Regions from separate parts of the Sus scrofa genome. Here regions 1 and 2 are each linked to region 3. Evidence: chromatin contacts called from public Hi-C and HiChIP or PLAC-seq data. All regions are on one chromosome and are shown on one strand. Each heading gives the region's core, a stretch centred on a gene start, on an enhancer-like site or on the middle of the called end of the contact. The rest is flanking DNA. Distances are from core to core; before and after follow the strand shown. Region 1 overlaps PTPRM (receptor-type tyrosine-protein phosphatase mu). Region 2 overlaps PTPRM (receptor-type tyrosine-protein phosphatase mu). Region 3 has its middle 29 kb from the start of LRRC30.

Region 1 (4,456 bases), core at 989-3,488, 770 kb before region 3:
GGGCTGGCGCTGCTGACTGGAGGGGAGGGTGAGGGCGGGCAAGGTGACACTGTCAAAGCCGGATGGGCCGAGGTAGTGGGGAATGACAGCATCCAGCTGACGCCAGGCATGCCAGAAGGTGGCAGGTGCTGGGGCACAGGCACCCTGGCAGTCCCCTCTGGGCCCCGTCCTGAGGCTAACGCCATCTGACACTAAAAGCATGTCAACAAGTGGGGACGGTGCCTGACTCCTCCAGGGGACATAAAGAAAATTCTAATGACCCCTTCAACATGGAAACCAGAGGGCCGACAAACGGACTTCACACAAACTAGAAAAGGTCTTCCACCACGAATCTCAGAAGGAGGATGGAAAATTGTGGGAAATAGTTTTTCACCAAATTTTCTGAAGTTTTCTGAGTCCATGATCTTATCAGGGGTGGGGCAAAAGGAGACTGGATTTAAAAAAAAAAATCGGCTAACACTTACGAGGCCTTGAAAGCAAGCACGATGACACGGCGCATTCAACGAATAACACAGGCACTTTTATATTCGCAGGTTAGAAAAAAATCTACCAAGTATTCGTAGTAAAATCAACTGTCTCTGTTGCGTTATTTAAAAATCTGCAGAAATTTTCATCTACTGACAAAGTATTCATAAACAGGTTCACTTGATTTGCCCCAAACAGCGAGAAGCAGCCTCAAAATTCCAGTTAGAATTTTTATCATTTTCTTATGGACCTGGCTCAGCATCACCATAATAATTAAAAGAAAAAAAAAAAAACATGTCAAAACTCACTTGGCTGCTGCAGCCATTGCAGGCGCAGCTGTTGCGATTCTTAATGTATTTGCAGCGCTCGCCAAGGCTCCCCAAACTCCCCATCCTTGGCTTTCAATGGTTTTGTTTTGTTTGTTTTGTATCCTGTGGGACAGAAAATAACCTGCATTGATTGTGGCGATTGATGGACTCAGCTGGTGCCTCAGAATATGAAAAGGGAGTGGAAAAGCACATCTGAAAAGTGTGTGGGCTGGAGGTGAGCCGAGGGGGCGCCTCCACTGTGGACCACGCACAAGCACAGCCCAGCTGGGTCACAATGGTTCCAGCAGGTACAGAACACAAAGCACCTCTTGTTCCACCTGCGCCCCCGTCTCTGTTCTCAAAACCAAGCAAGGGGGCCGCTGGGCCCAGTCCTTAGAACTTTTCTAGACATACCTGTACCTGCAATTCCCTCTCTGCCCACTAGCCCCCCACCGGGCAGAAGCCAGCACGGACACCCTCCTGCCCATGCTGCAGCCTGCTCACCTGAGGATGCTGGCCTGTCTTCCCAGCTGATGGCCTTTCTGACTAAGAGCCTTTCAACAGGAATGAGAACTGCAGCCTCCGTGGGGAGGAGGTGGTTTTCAGGGAGTGGTTTTCTCTTTCCAGTTTTCACTGATTTTGGAGGTCAAGTGAGACATTTTAATAACAATACCGTCTTGGCTTGCCACACATTGTCAAATACAGACAAAGGCATCAAATAGAACACTGGGCTTCTGTTTACCAAAATTGGCTGTTTTACTTAGAAAACAGAGGGAAAGATGAGAGGGGGAAATATACAATCCACATATTTTAAAAAGATCTCCAACGAGCTACATTTTTTTTGTTTTTCGTTTTTTTAAAATCCAGGTTCCTTGGAAAAACGCTTAAGTTATACTTAAGCCTGAAGATTCTAGCATAAAGTCTCCAATCCTCAAGTTTAAATTGAGCACAAAAACAATCTCCACACTCAATTATAAAATTAATCACGTGTGTTCATGTCCTAGAGAAACACACAGGAGAAAAGCAGGTGCGGTCAGGGTAGCGCTTTTCTAAATACCTTTAGGTATGTATGTACACACACATGTATTTTTTGAAGAGGAGCGGCCAGGAATTACTTAGCTTTATACAGTTCGGCTCTCATGACTGGAAGATAAATGTTTGTGCTCCCGAACGACATTGATTATTGGCTAATGAAATAGTACCACCTGTGTTTTCCAGGAGGCACTTGGTGGACGTGGTTTTAAATTGCTGTCCTTCCTTGATCTTAATTTTACAATGAGGGCAACATACTTCCTCTCAGAAGGACACAACCATTTTCCTGCAGAAGGTCAACGTTTCTCTGCTTGGATCCCAAAGACACTTGGGATCAGTCCAAAAACTGAGGACTAAAGAAGGCCCTCTGGGGACGCCAGAGGGGCAGGAATTGGCTCTCCAACTCTGCAGGGCCGCCTGTGAGGCTAGGACGCCCTCTGTCCCACTCAGCAGCTGGGAGCAGTTTGCAGCTGTAATGCTGCCAGGTCCAGGGCGGGGCCTCCTGGCTCGCAGCTGAGCTGGAGAATTTTCCTTTTCATTCCAGGTGATAAAGGCAGGGGTGGATGGCTCAACCCCGCCTCCCTGAGTACAACCCTCTCCTTTCTCAGTCCTGGTAAATCACTGATCTTGCTCAGGGGGTTGGCTCTCCATGTGGGAGAGAGACTGGCTCCCTTTTGGTAGCAACGTGAGCAAACCGGCCCTTCCACTGGGTTCGTTGTTCTCCCGAGAGTCTCCATCCGTTCTCTGCTGACAACTTGCCATTTTCTGTTCAGTTCCGCCTGTTTACTTTTTTATTGTGAGTCATGTCTGAGTTGCTTTTGAATCAAATTATTGCATTTCCCTGATGAGAGGTGCCATATGACCATCTTGTTAGAATAAAATCAAATAAGAGATCTGCACTCAGCACTGCTCTCTTATCCCACCCCGTCTCCCCTCTGGTTTGGATGCACTTCTGTTGGCTCCTTGAGTGGTAATGAACCTTTCCAGGGCTCAGGCCAGTTTTAAGACATCGCTGTCTTGGAAAAGATGAAGATGGATTGGTTGAAACAGTGCCAACAGAGAGAAGCTCACTCTTTCAAAACTACTTTACAGTCTAAATGGCTGATGTTTCCTGATGTCCATGGATTGAAAAAAAGCCAGAAAGGCCGATGGGGCAGTTATGCTGAGGTCTCTACGGCAACCTGAGGCTTTCTTGGCATTTCATCCCCAGGGAGGCGTCAGTGTCAAGGTGGTTCATTGCTTCGCCAAGTCTCAGAGCCAAGCATTGCTCTGTACTTTTTAAAAGAGGCTAGAGGGATGCAGTTTCTATTACACTTTTTCAGTAAATACATTTTTCCTCTTCCTTTTATTTATTTTTTTTGGGGGGGGCTGTTGTCTATTATTGTTAAAGCAGTTCCTGTGTGCCTTGTACAACAGCATTTAAAAATTAAGCTGTTTAGAGTTCCCGTTGTGGCTCAGTGGGTTAAGGACCCAACGTAGTATCTGTGAGGATATGGGTTTGATCCCTGGCCTCGATCTGTGGGTTAAGGATCTGGTGTTGCTGTAAGTTGCAGCAAAGGTTGCAGATGTGGCTCAGATCTGAGTTGCTGTGGCGGTGGTATAGATTGATTCGACCAGCTGAAGCTTTGATTCAACACGTGGTGTGGGAACTTCCATATACCGCAGGTGAGGCTGTAAAAAGGAAAAAAAAAAAATTCAGCGATTTGTATGAAGAGATCTCCCTCCAAGTACGGAATCAGACGCATGTTACCAACATCCTTCTGCTCTTCCAACGGCAGCCGGAATGATGCCCCAGCTTCTCTGTGGGACACCGTGCCCTGTATGACAGAGCCCTGACTGCCGCATTCTCTTGCTTTCATGTCTACCCAGAATCCCACTCCTTTGCCGTCTCCTGGACACCTCCTACTCATCCTTCGAGGAAAAAGTCATCTTGCTCGTCTTTCCATCTTGCTCCAGGCCTTCAAAGTACTAATGCAAATCTGCCCTGAAGGGTTTTCTGGAGGCACTGCAACCACTCTGTGACCATGTCCCCTGCTGAGTGAGCCTTCTGTGGGCACGCAGTCTCCTCTGTGTCCCCAGCCCTCCGTCCCAAGCAGTGTCAGATTCATTCCAAGTGCTAGGTACTCTCCAGTAAACTAACGAGTACGACTTAAACCTTCCTCTAAATCTGACTTTGCAAAGACACTAATAGAACAACTGTTTTTTTAAAAAAATATTCTGTGGCCTATCGTTACATCATCTCTTAGGACTTTTCATAGAAATGAAAATACTATTTCAACAATAAAAGGTGACAGCATATATTTTAAAATATTAACTGAGTTTCATATACACAGTTAGTACGATTTGGTATAAGTATGTTCCAAGCACCACTGGGACATACTTATACTAACAAATCATTCACTGTTTATCTGAGGTTTAGGTTTAACTGAGCACACTATATTTTATTTGGTAAGCTATAAGAAAAAAAGAATAAGTTACAGGATGTAATGATCAGTACCAGCAGTACGGTAAATAATATCACAATAACTTTGGTGCATAATGTATAAACATATCAAGTCACCATGCTATACACCTGAAACTAATATAAGTCAACTATATGCCAATTTTTTAGAAAAAATATTTAACCTTTTTCTCAGTTCTCAAACTCTTTA
Region 2 (4,216 bases), core at 1,082-3,581, 710 kb before region 3:
CAGGAGAAAGTACAGGAACCCGGGTGGAACTACAGCTGCCCGAGGCCATTGCCTCTCCCGCATGTGGGTGGTTGCCTCTCCACTTAACCCGTCTCCCTTCACCCCCTTGTCCAGTCTTTGGTGTCCTTGGGAAGGAGAAGTGCTGTGCTGGCAGCTCCCGTCCTCTGCAAGGCCCCCCATCATCCACTGAGGCACAGCTCCTGCATCTTGTCTGCAAGGGTTCCGGCTCCCTGTGATTGGCTCAGGTGGGATCTGCTCGGCCCTCCCCTGCAGCCCTGTCCTTACTTTGCCTCCTCCTCCGCATCCCTTCCCAGCTCTGCAGGTGCTCTGACTCATCTGTGCCTCTAGCAACTGCCTGTCTCCTCTGGGCTACTCTTAGTAGGCAGTGGTCCGTTAGCCAACATTAACTAAAACAAAGACGAGTGGGTCCACTTGAAGACAAAGCATTAACTCTCCTTGGTGACCGCTTGCAGAGAAGATGTCTGAGGTAATTTTCACATCTCCAGAGAGATCGAGATTTCTGTTTATTTTGGCCACTGGAACAGTGTCTGGAACAGTATATGGCACGTAACTGGTTCTCAAAATTTGTTGAATGAATAATTACACAAATAAGGAGGCATGAAAGACTTGGTAAAGAATTACCAAAGAAACTATTCTACTGGGTGGCTGAGGGGCTGGGAGTATACACCATGAATCTAAGAAAAGCTTCCCAAATTTCTAAAAAGGTGAAAAAAAGAACCCTTAGAAGTCATTTTGCTTGTGCCAAAGGCCATCAGTATTTGAATGAGTCCTAAGGAACCACATCCGCTCAGAAAGGCAAGAGAAAATGAAGTTGATTGAAAAGACATAAAAAGCAGTAAAAAAATATTCAACAAATTATGGCATGTACAAAGGACAGAAAAAAAGGGCAAAAAGAAAAGATGGGAAAGAAACAGATTTTTTTTCTGTCCCATCTGATCCAAGAGCAATTAGAAATGGAACTAGCAACAAGGCTTTGGAACCACAGTGAAGGACATTATTAATCAATTCTCCATGGATCTGGAGTCCTGAGAGTTGATGGCAGCCTTGGTGCACTGCTAGAGTTGACTTCTCTTACAGAGGTTCCAGGCCTTGATCTTTTTTTTCCCTGACTGGCCTTTGGTGTTTTGCTCATCAGAGCAAAATCCTTCTTGAGTAACAACTGGGTATGTCTGGAGCTGATCTTTGTGACCTTTCTCTTAGCCCATCACGTGATGGTCATCCAGATGCTTAAAAGACATCACAAATGAGCATCCTGTTGGTGGTGATGGATACTGTGGTTTCCTTTATTCCTTTAAAGGACAAGCTCTTTGGGGTTAAGCTGAATAATCGACAGCAATGTTCTATAATGGGAGCGCTAAATCCCAGATTTTTTTCTTTCACAGAATCAAAGTTGGCATAAAGAAAGCCACGTTGTCTGTATTGATAATTGCATGAATAATTACAGGAATTACAAAAGTGGAAGGGACTTCAGGAGTCACCAGACCCAACACCCTGCCTCTAGGCACGTCATTCTGAAATCTGTGAAGATAGATGGTTAGCTGGCCTATTTTTAGAGATTGCAATGCACAGAGATTACACAGGCTCCCTTGTTAGCTTGTTTCCAAAAAGAACTTCTAGATTATGTGTGACTGTGCTCTTTCTATTTTACTGCCATACAACCACCGATTCATTAATAGCTCAAAATATTGGATGGATTTGCCCTCAGGAAATTATTCACAATATAAGCTCATAAATTTTTAAATTTCCCAATTTGACCCTGGATGGACTAAATCTTTAATTTTTAATACTTTGTGAATATTGCTTCTCTTAATTAACATGCAAAGCCTTTACTCTTAAAAATACTGCTTTCCCCTGTTTTAGTCCTAGGAACGCACGCTGGTGCTTTAGCCTTCAGCTTCACAGATATGAGAAACAAGAAAACATGTCACGAGGAGGGACGGATGCCTCACAAATAAATCTGCTTTCCGTTTCCAGCGAGAAAATCTAATTCTCTGTCTGCAAAACAATCCTGATGCTAAACAATGGAAGTTTTCCAAACAGAAATCTTTGCAATTTTAACTCGAAACTATGTGCGACCAACAAAATTATCTCGAAGAAACCTATCTGACCCCGGGGCTCAGCCAGCCACCTTGCTCAAGGCAACCTTCTTCCTAGACACTGGGTATAAGCCGTCACGGGTCACTGGTTTTAAACATTTGGGCTAAGGTATCAATAGGTGAAGACCTTAAGACAAGAATATTATATCCCGTGTGATTAAACTCTCAGTTGCGAACGCTGAAAGTTGGTAGCGGAGTGGGTATTTATAGATTGCTAGTGAGATTACACTGTAAGCTTGGCACATTGGAAACCAGCACCTTCCATAAACAAACCCCAAATAAAAGGCAAGTAGGGATACATTAAAGCTTTTGGAACAGAGGGATTTTTGCAGTCTTTAAATTTCAAATGTATGGCTTTTATCTCTAATTTCTTCATAGGGATAGTATTTATTAACTCCCAAGGTAAAAGTCCTTCCTGAGCACAAAACATCATGTCCTCATTTTAGACTTCTGCAGTTCAATGAAAAGCTGAATAATAATATGGTGGATTAATTTTTTCTTCAATTTTTTTTTTTTTTTTTTTTAGGGCTGCACCTGCGGCATATGGAAATTCCCGGGCTGCAGCTGCTGGTCTACACCACAGCCACAGCAACACTGGATCTGAGCTGCATCTTCGACCTATACAACATAGCTCAGGGCAATGCTGGATCCTTAACCCACCTGAGCGAGGCCAGGGATCAAACCTGCATCTTCATGGATACTAGTCTGGTTTGTTACCATAGAGCCACAAGGGGAACTCCACTTTGTTCTTTTAAATTTTTTTCTTGATGGTGGTATAACAACCATAATTAGCCTCAAATCCTTTTGCCCCATTTGCATATGCTGAATTTTCCTTAATTACTCTGCCATCTAATTAGGAAGCGCAGTCTGGAGAAGAACTCACACAAGTCAGCTGGGAGAGCAGGAGACCGGCTTACTCCATCTCATGGATTTACTGCTTGGAAATCTGATAGGAAACCAGTTGGAACAGACTCTATTTGCAGGGGCATTAACATGTAAACAGTGTCAGAGGGAAGATGCATGGCACTGGCAGTCCCTGCTAATGGAAAGTGATATTGAGTTTACTAATTCAGATAAGGGCACACAGATTACCTTTTCTCCAAAGCACAGGGACTGTCAGAGAAACAAATGCATGGTCCATGTTGCAATTAATTTGATTCTTGTTCTTTTAAGGTTCTTCTTGTAGATTTAATTAAAGCTTTCACACACTGGGCACATTCAGGACGTATGTGAGTTTAATGGCTTCTTTTGAATGAAAGCACCCGTGGAAGTTATGATTCAAGCAGTAACAGGCCATCCTCAGACAAAGATATTTTTAATAAGAGCTTCTCTTTCTTACTCAGGCGGCAATTCATTTTTTTATTTCAATACGAGACAGCAAATTGCACTTTCTCTGTAGGTCTTCTTCCCCTCTTTTAAATGCTTTCCTGGGCTAAATACTTTCCCACACCCCATCAGCATTATACTTCTTACCATTAGGTTGATAACTTCTTCCATCAAATTAATGTAGTACTGACTCTTACGCTGTGAGACTCCCCAACCCATCTGTCTTTGCTTTGGTCTTTAAGTTTACTTCCCGAGGCTCACTTACTTTGCTTCCTTTTGTAAATGGACCAATATCCTTTGCTGGAAAGCAGCACGCTTCCGACCTGACCTGTTTCTATACTTCAGCATAGGTACTGACATGACGCGAGCAAGTGAGGTGCTCTCTTAGAGGAAATGTTATGAAATACAATGAAAGCAATGATTATTAATAATGATAGTACTTAGCCCAACAACACACACTGCCACCTAGTTTACATTTCTTATGTGTGAACATTTCAACATGACTGCCATCTCTTCTTGAAGTTTTCCTGAGTCCTCCAGCGGAAAGCAAGTTTTCCCTCCGAACTGGCTGAGCCAGACATTCTTTGGGGTTTTACCATTTTCAGCCCAAATGCTCTCTTTACGTACATGGCTTATTTCCTACTAGACTCTAATGCTCTTGAGGTCTTTAGGATAGTCTGACACATGTTGTCCCCATGACACCTGGCTTAGTCCTTGAATAAGGGGGTGCTTAGGTATCCACTGAATGAATCCATGTGTCTCTACTTCTGTGA
Region 3 (3,944 bases), core at 1,034-3,533:
TAGAAAATCACTGGAAGCCTGATGGAGGGGAAATTGGGGCAGCACCATAACTTTCCAGTTTGCTGTAAAGGAGTTAAGAACTGTTACAGCCCTGAGTCAGGAACCTACAGAGAATTGCTGCAGGCCCCCTAGATAAACCCTTTGGAGGCTGAGGCAAATGCCAGTGCTGAAGCTACTGATAACAGGTCTGGTGAGACCACAGCCATGGCTTCCAGAGGAAAAAAAATATGGCTCCTGTCACAGTCCCACTTTCCAAATATCAAGTGCATCTCATTGATGGGATTGTAAATGTATGCAGAACACTCCTGGCAAGAAGGGGAAATGGAGTTTCTGAATTTCTGGACTGTGAAACAGGAGAAAAAAGCACAGAAGGAAATATAGTGCCATCAGATAATGCCCAGCCCAACTTCCCTGCTCACTATTTTTAGTTTGGTGCCCTTCCTTCACCAACAACTTGCCCTTCCTAGCTTCCAGCCTCTGTACAGTTTTGATTGTGCTTGTCCATTAATCTTTATCATCCTGGATATCTGAGTTTCCTGGATGAAAAGCAATGACCAGTGGTCTTCAAAATAATTCTCCATTCAATTCTATTTTATTTCCTTTGGACCCAGACTTCCCCAAAGCCTTCCACCTCTGTTTTGCTTGATTTTTTTAAAAAAATGCATAAGTCAACATTCTAACATTCAAACAATATGCATCAGATGTATTAGATCTGACAACAGATGTTACTATCATAATGAAAGCTATTGAAAGCATAGTTGCTATGTCTGATTCAAAGTGCATTAATTCAATTCAACACATCCATTTATATTTAACAAAAGGCCCACGATGACATTCTGACACACTTTATCTGCTCTTGTATCTAATTTTTGTGAAAAGTAAAACCAGGCTAAGAAAACAGGAGGAGGTAATGATGGGCGAGGAGAAGGAGGTAAAAAGAGCGAGAAAATTTTATTTGAACATTCAAGAAAAAGAGAGGAAATAAGTTATGCTACATTTAGTGATAGTTTATGTCACCTTGGAGCAATAAGGGAGGTGGAGAAAATGAAGTTCTGAGAAGGGTTGGTGACTCAACCTGGCCCCCGACTGCACATCACTGCTGTGCTCCCACCCGCCAGTGGGGGCGCTAGAGGAAACTAGCGACCAGGAGGAGGAAGCGGAACGCTATCCCGGCTTGCCCCCTCTAAGCATCTCCCGGCTATGCTTCCTCATCCACAGTGGCACATCCTCTCCACAACAGCTGCCAAATCCAGTTTGTGGTTTTTCTGACCCTCACAGAGTCACTCTCATCACATAGGCTCAGAGACCTCCACTGATCCCCACCCACTGAACTAAACCTTAGAGCTGAGACCCTGGACTGCCCTAAGCTTCCAGGACAGACGCCCAAGCCACAGGAGGGGTAGGCAACTGCTCCTCTACCACCACCCCAGAAGGATACCTTGCTGTTCTTTTGTCTCTGGTTACCTAGTTAACAGTTTATGCATAGTTGACAATTCCTTAGATTAAATTCTCTCTCTTAAAATAACTGATGTGGTTTTCATCTCCTGGCTGGACCCTGACTGATGCAGGAGCAACTAGCGCTTTGGGATACAGGACGCCTTGTATTTGCTAAATGAGTGATTGCAGGAATGAATGTGGGCACCAAAGCTGGGTAGCTAACCAAAGGCTGTCACTGCCAGTGGGGGTGAACATAGTTGCCTCCTGGGAGGCAGCTGGGTGGCCCTGGAAATTGTTCCCAGAAACCCCCTTGCTTGCCACAGAATCCCACCCAGCTTTCCCGGGAGGCCCTTTACGTGCTCCAGACTCTGGGCTTCCTGGACGCTGGGTAGCAGCAGACTCCCGTCCAGGGCAAAGGGAGTGTCTGTACGAAGCCACTTGGAACAATGAGGAATGACATCCAGTTCTGAGTGTATATACAGCACTTCCGTCGTCTGCCAGATGGGCACTTACCACTAACTCCCAACTCTGGCAAATCTCAAACCTCATATCCAGCTCGAGGAAAGAACAGAGCCAGGGGAGAAGCTGGGTTGACTATTACCCAATTGAAGTAACACAGTAGGAAGCAGATGAACCTGATTAAAGAAAATGGAGTACATTTCTGGCTTGGCAGAGGGAAAAAAAAAAGTGCATAAAATTTTAAATGCACCTGAAATTTTCCACACTTGGAAGCTGGAATCCTAAGACGAGAGCGCCACCTGCTGTCCATAGTTAGACCTACAAGTCGTGGCTATTTCAGAGCGCATGCCCAGAGACAAAACATTCCATGTTAACTCTTGTTGGAAGCCACGCAATCGTGATGACTAAGTCATTTAGTTCCCATAAGACGTTTGGCCTAGCTCAGAGCAGGTGTACTTAACACAGGTCCAGAATGACTGCAAAGGAAGTATGTTCTCCAGCGTCTGGGTCTTTGAAGTGATGTCCAACTCGAGATTGGAAGCATGCCAAGCCTTTGGGCAAAACTCTTGACCTATGAAACTGAAAACAAGTAGTTAATGCATGGAAACACATAGTTATGGCTGTGGATTAGAGAGAATAAGAAGATTACAGGAGTCCACCCTCCGTGAACCATAGGATGTTAGAAACAGGAGTGTTCTTTGGATTTTTTTTTTTTTTTTTTTTTTTTTTTGCAAGAGTCATTGCAAGCCTTAAGAGTAGGTGAAGTGATTGACAGCTAATAGATACCATTTTAGGATCCTGGAGAGGATGGTGCCTATAGAAGAGCTTTGAAACTCTAGAGTGGTGTTGATGATGATAATGATAAATATTACTTGTTAACCCACTCCCTGGATGGTGGGGGCAGGGAAGAGCACCTTTCCTGATCAGTTTCTGAAAACCCTAAATAAGAGGTAGAGCTCCTTTAGAAAAAAATTCAAGGTGAGGGTTAAAATGCAAATATCACAGAAAATAAGAAAACACAGACTCACATGTGTTAATCCAGACAGCAAAAATTTTAAATTAAAATTGTTCTTTACTGAAAAAAGTTTGGAGAGGTACATGCATGTGTGTGCTTGTGCATGTACGTGTGGGGTGGGGGGAGGTGTATGGGTGGGGAGAGGTCTAGCACGGGCAAAATAGACATTAAAAAAAAGGGGGTTGAAGTTCCTCTTATGGCGCATCGGAAACGAATCCAACTAGGAACCCTGAGGTCGCGGGTTCGATCCCTGGCCTTGCTCAGTGGGTTGAGGATCCAGTGTTGCCGTGAGCTGTGGTGTAGGTTGAAGATGTGGCTTGGATCTAGCGTTGCTGTCGCTGTGGTGTAGGCGGGCAACAACAGCTCCAATTCAACCCCTGGCCTGGGAACCTCCATATGCTGCGGGAATGGCCCCTATAAAGACAAAAAAAAAAAAAAAAGAAAAGAAAAAAAAAGGGATTGACAATGGCTCTCACATCAGGTGGGCAGAAGGAAACACAAAAAGTACTCATGATCAGGACAGGTGACCTCAGACTTGCATGGTCAGAAGTGGGGCACAAACCTCTTCCTTCTTCTGCCAGCTCAGCCCCTCCACCTTGCAGCCTGGGACAGTGACCAGGGGCCGTGAGAACGACAACCTTGCTCACAAAGTCAACAATCTGTATAACCTCGGGGAGAGATGTTAGAAAAAGACGGAGGGGAAATGGGCCCAAATATGTCGGTTTCTATAAGAAAATATGTTGCATTTATATTTAGAGAAAACACTGTAACAGCAACAGCAACCAAAGAAGAAGGTGGGGCCAGATGTGTGGACATGTATTTGGAACACGTGGGGGGGCCAAACCCCTGGTCATCCTGATGGAGCTGATGGGTGTGGCATCTTGACCATGGGCTACGTTGGCAGACCCTCCACCAAGCTCACTTCTGCTCTGGGTCCCTCATCTCTTCATAAGGATGAGTGTCATCCCAGCAGACACATAATTAGCTAGGAGATGAATGCATTGGGAAGGTGTAGATGGCTGAGAAAATGTTT

What was found. A called contact is a pair of places that touch in the nucleus more often than the background predicts. HiChIP or PLAC-seq counts read pairs in DNA pulled down with a chosen protein or histone mark.
Region 1: a Hi-C map of embryonic fibroblasts shows a contact between it and region 3, with 2.9 times the contacts expected there. The contact joins two enhancer-like sites. A contact is called at or near these places in 4 of 47 Hi-C or Micro-C datasets (embryonic fibroblasts, epiblast stem cells, fetal heart ventricle and 1 more).
Region 2: a contact with region 3 is called in an H3K27ac HiChIP or PLAC-seq map of skeletal muscle, with 12 times the contacts expected there. The contact joins two enhancer-like sites. A contact is called at or near these places in 1 of 47 Hi-C or Micro-C datasets (embryonic fibroblasts) and 1 of 2 datasets of contacts at active chromatin or transcription factors (skeletal muscle).

What each region holds. Positions count from the first base shown.
Region 1 is chr6:99,487,548-99,492,003 of Sscrofa11.1, forward strand. All of the region lies in intron 21 of PTPRM (receptor-type tyrosine-protein phosphatase mu), which reads right to left. Among named protein-coding and RNA genes, the nearest start is that of RAB12, 250 kb to the left of the region's middle. Within about 2 kb of position 2,239, at least 18 of the 83 cell types and tissues checked have an H3K27ac peak or open chromatin away from gene starts, as enhancers often do.
Region 2 is chr6:99,551,585-99,555,800 of Sscrofa11.1, forward strand. The region is part of intron 15 of PTPRM (receptor-type tyrosine-protein phosphatase mu); the gene reads right to left. Among named protein-coding and RNA genes, the nearest start is that of RAB12, 310 kb to the left of the region's middle. Within about 2 kb of position 2,332, at least 5 of the 83 cell types and tissues checked have an H3K27ac peak or open chromatin away from gene starts, as enhancers often do. A contact at or near this core is called in skeletal muscle, where this site is marked.
Region 3 is chr6:100,261,613-100,265,556 of Sscrofa11.1, forward strand. No RefSeq gene overlaps it. Among named protein-coding and RNA genes, the nearest start is that of LRRC30, 29 kb to the right of the region's middle. Within about 2 kb of position 2,284, at least 22 of the 83 cell types and tissues checked have an H3K27ac peak or open chromatin away from gene starts, as enhancers often do. A contact at or near this core is called in skeletal muscle, where this site is marked.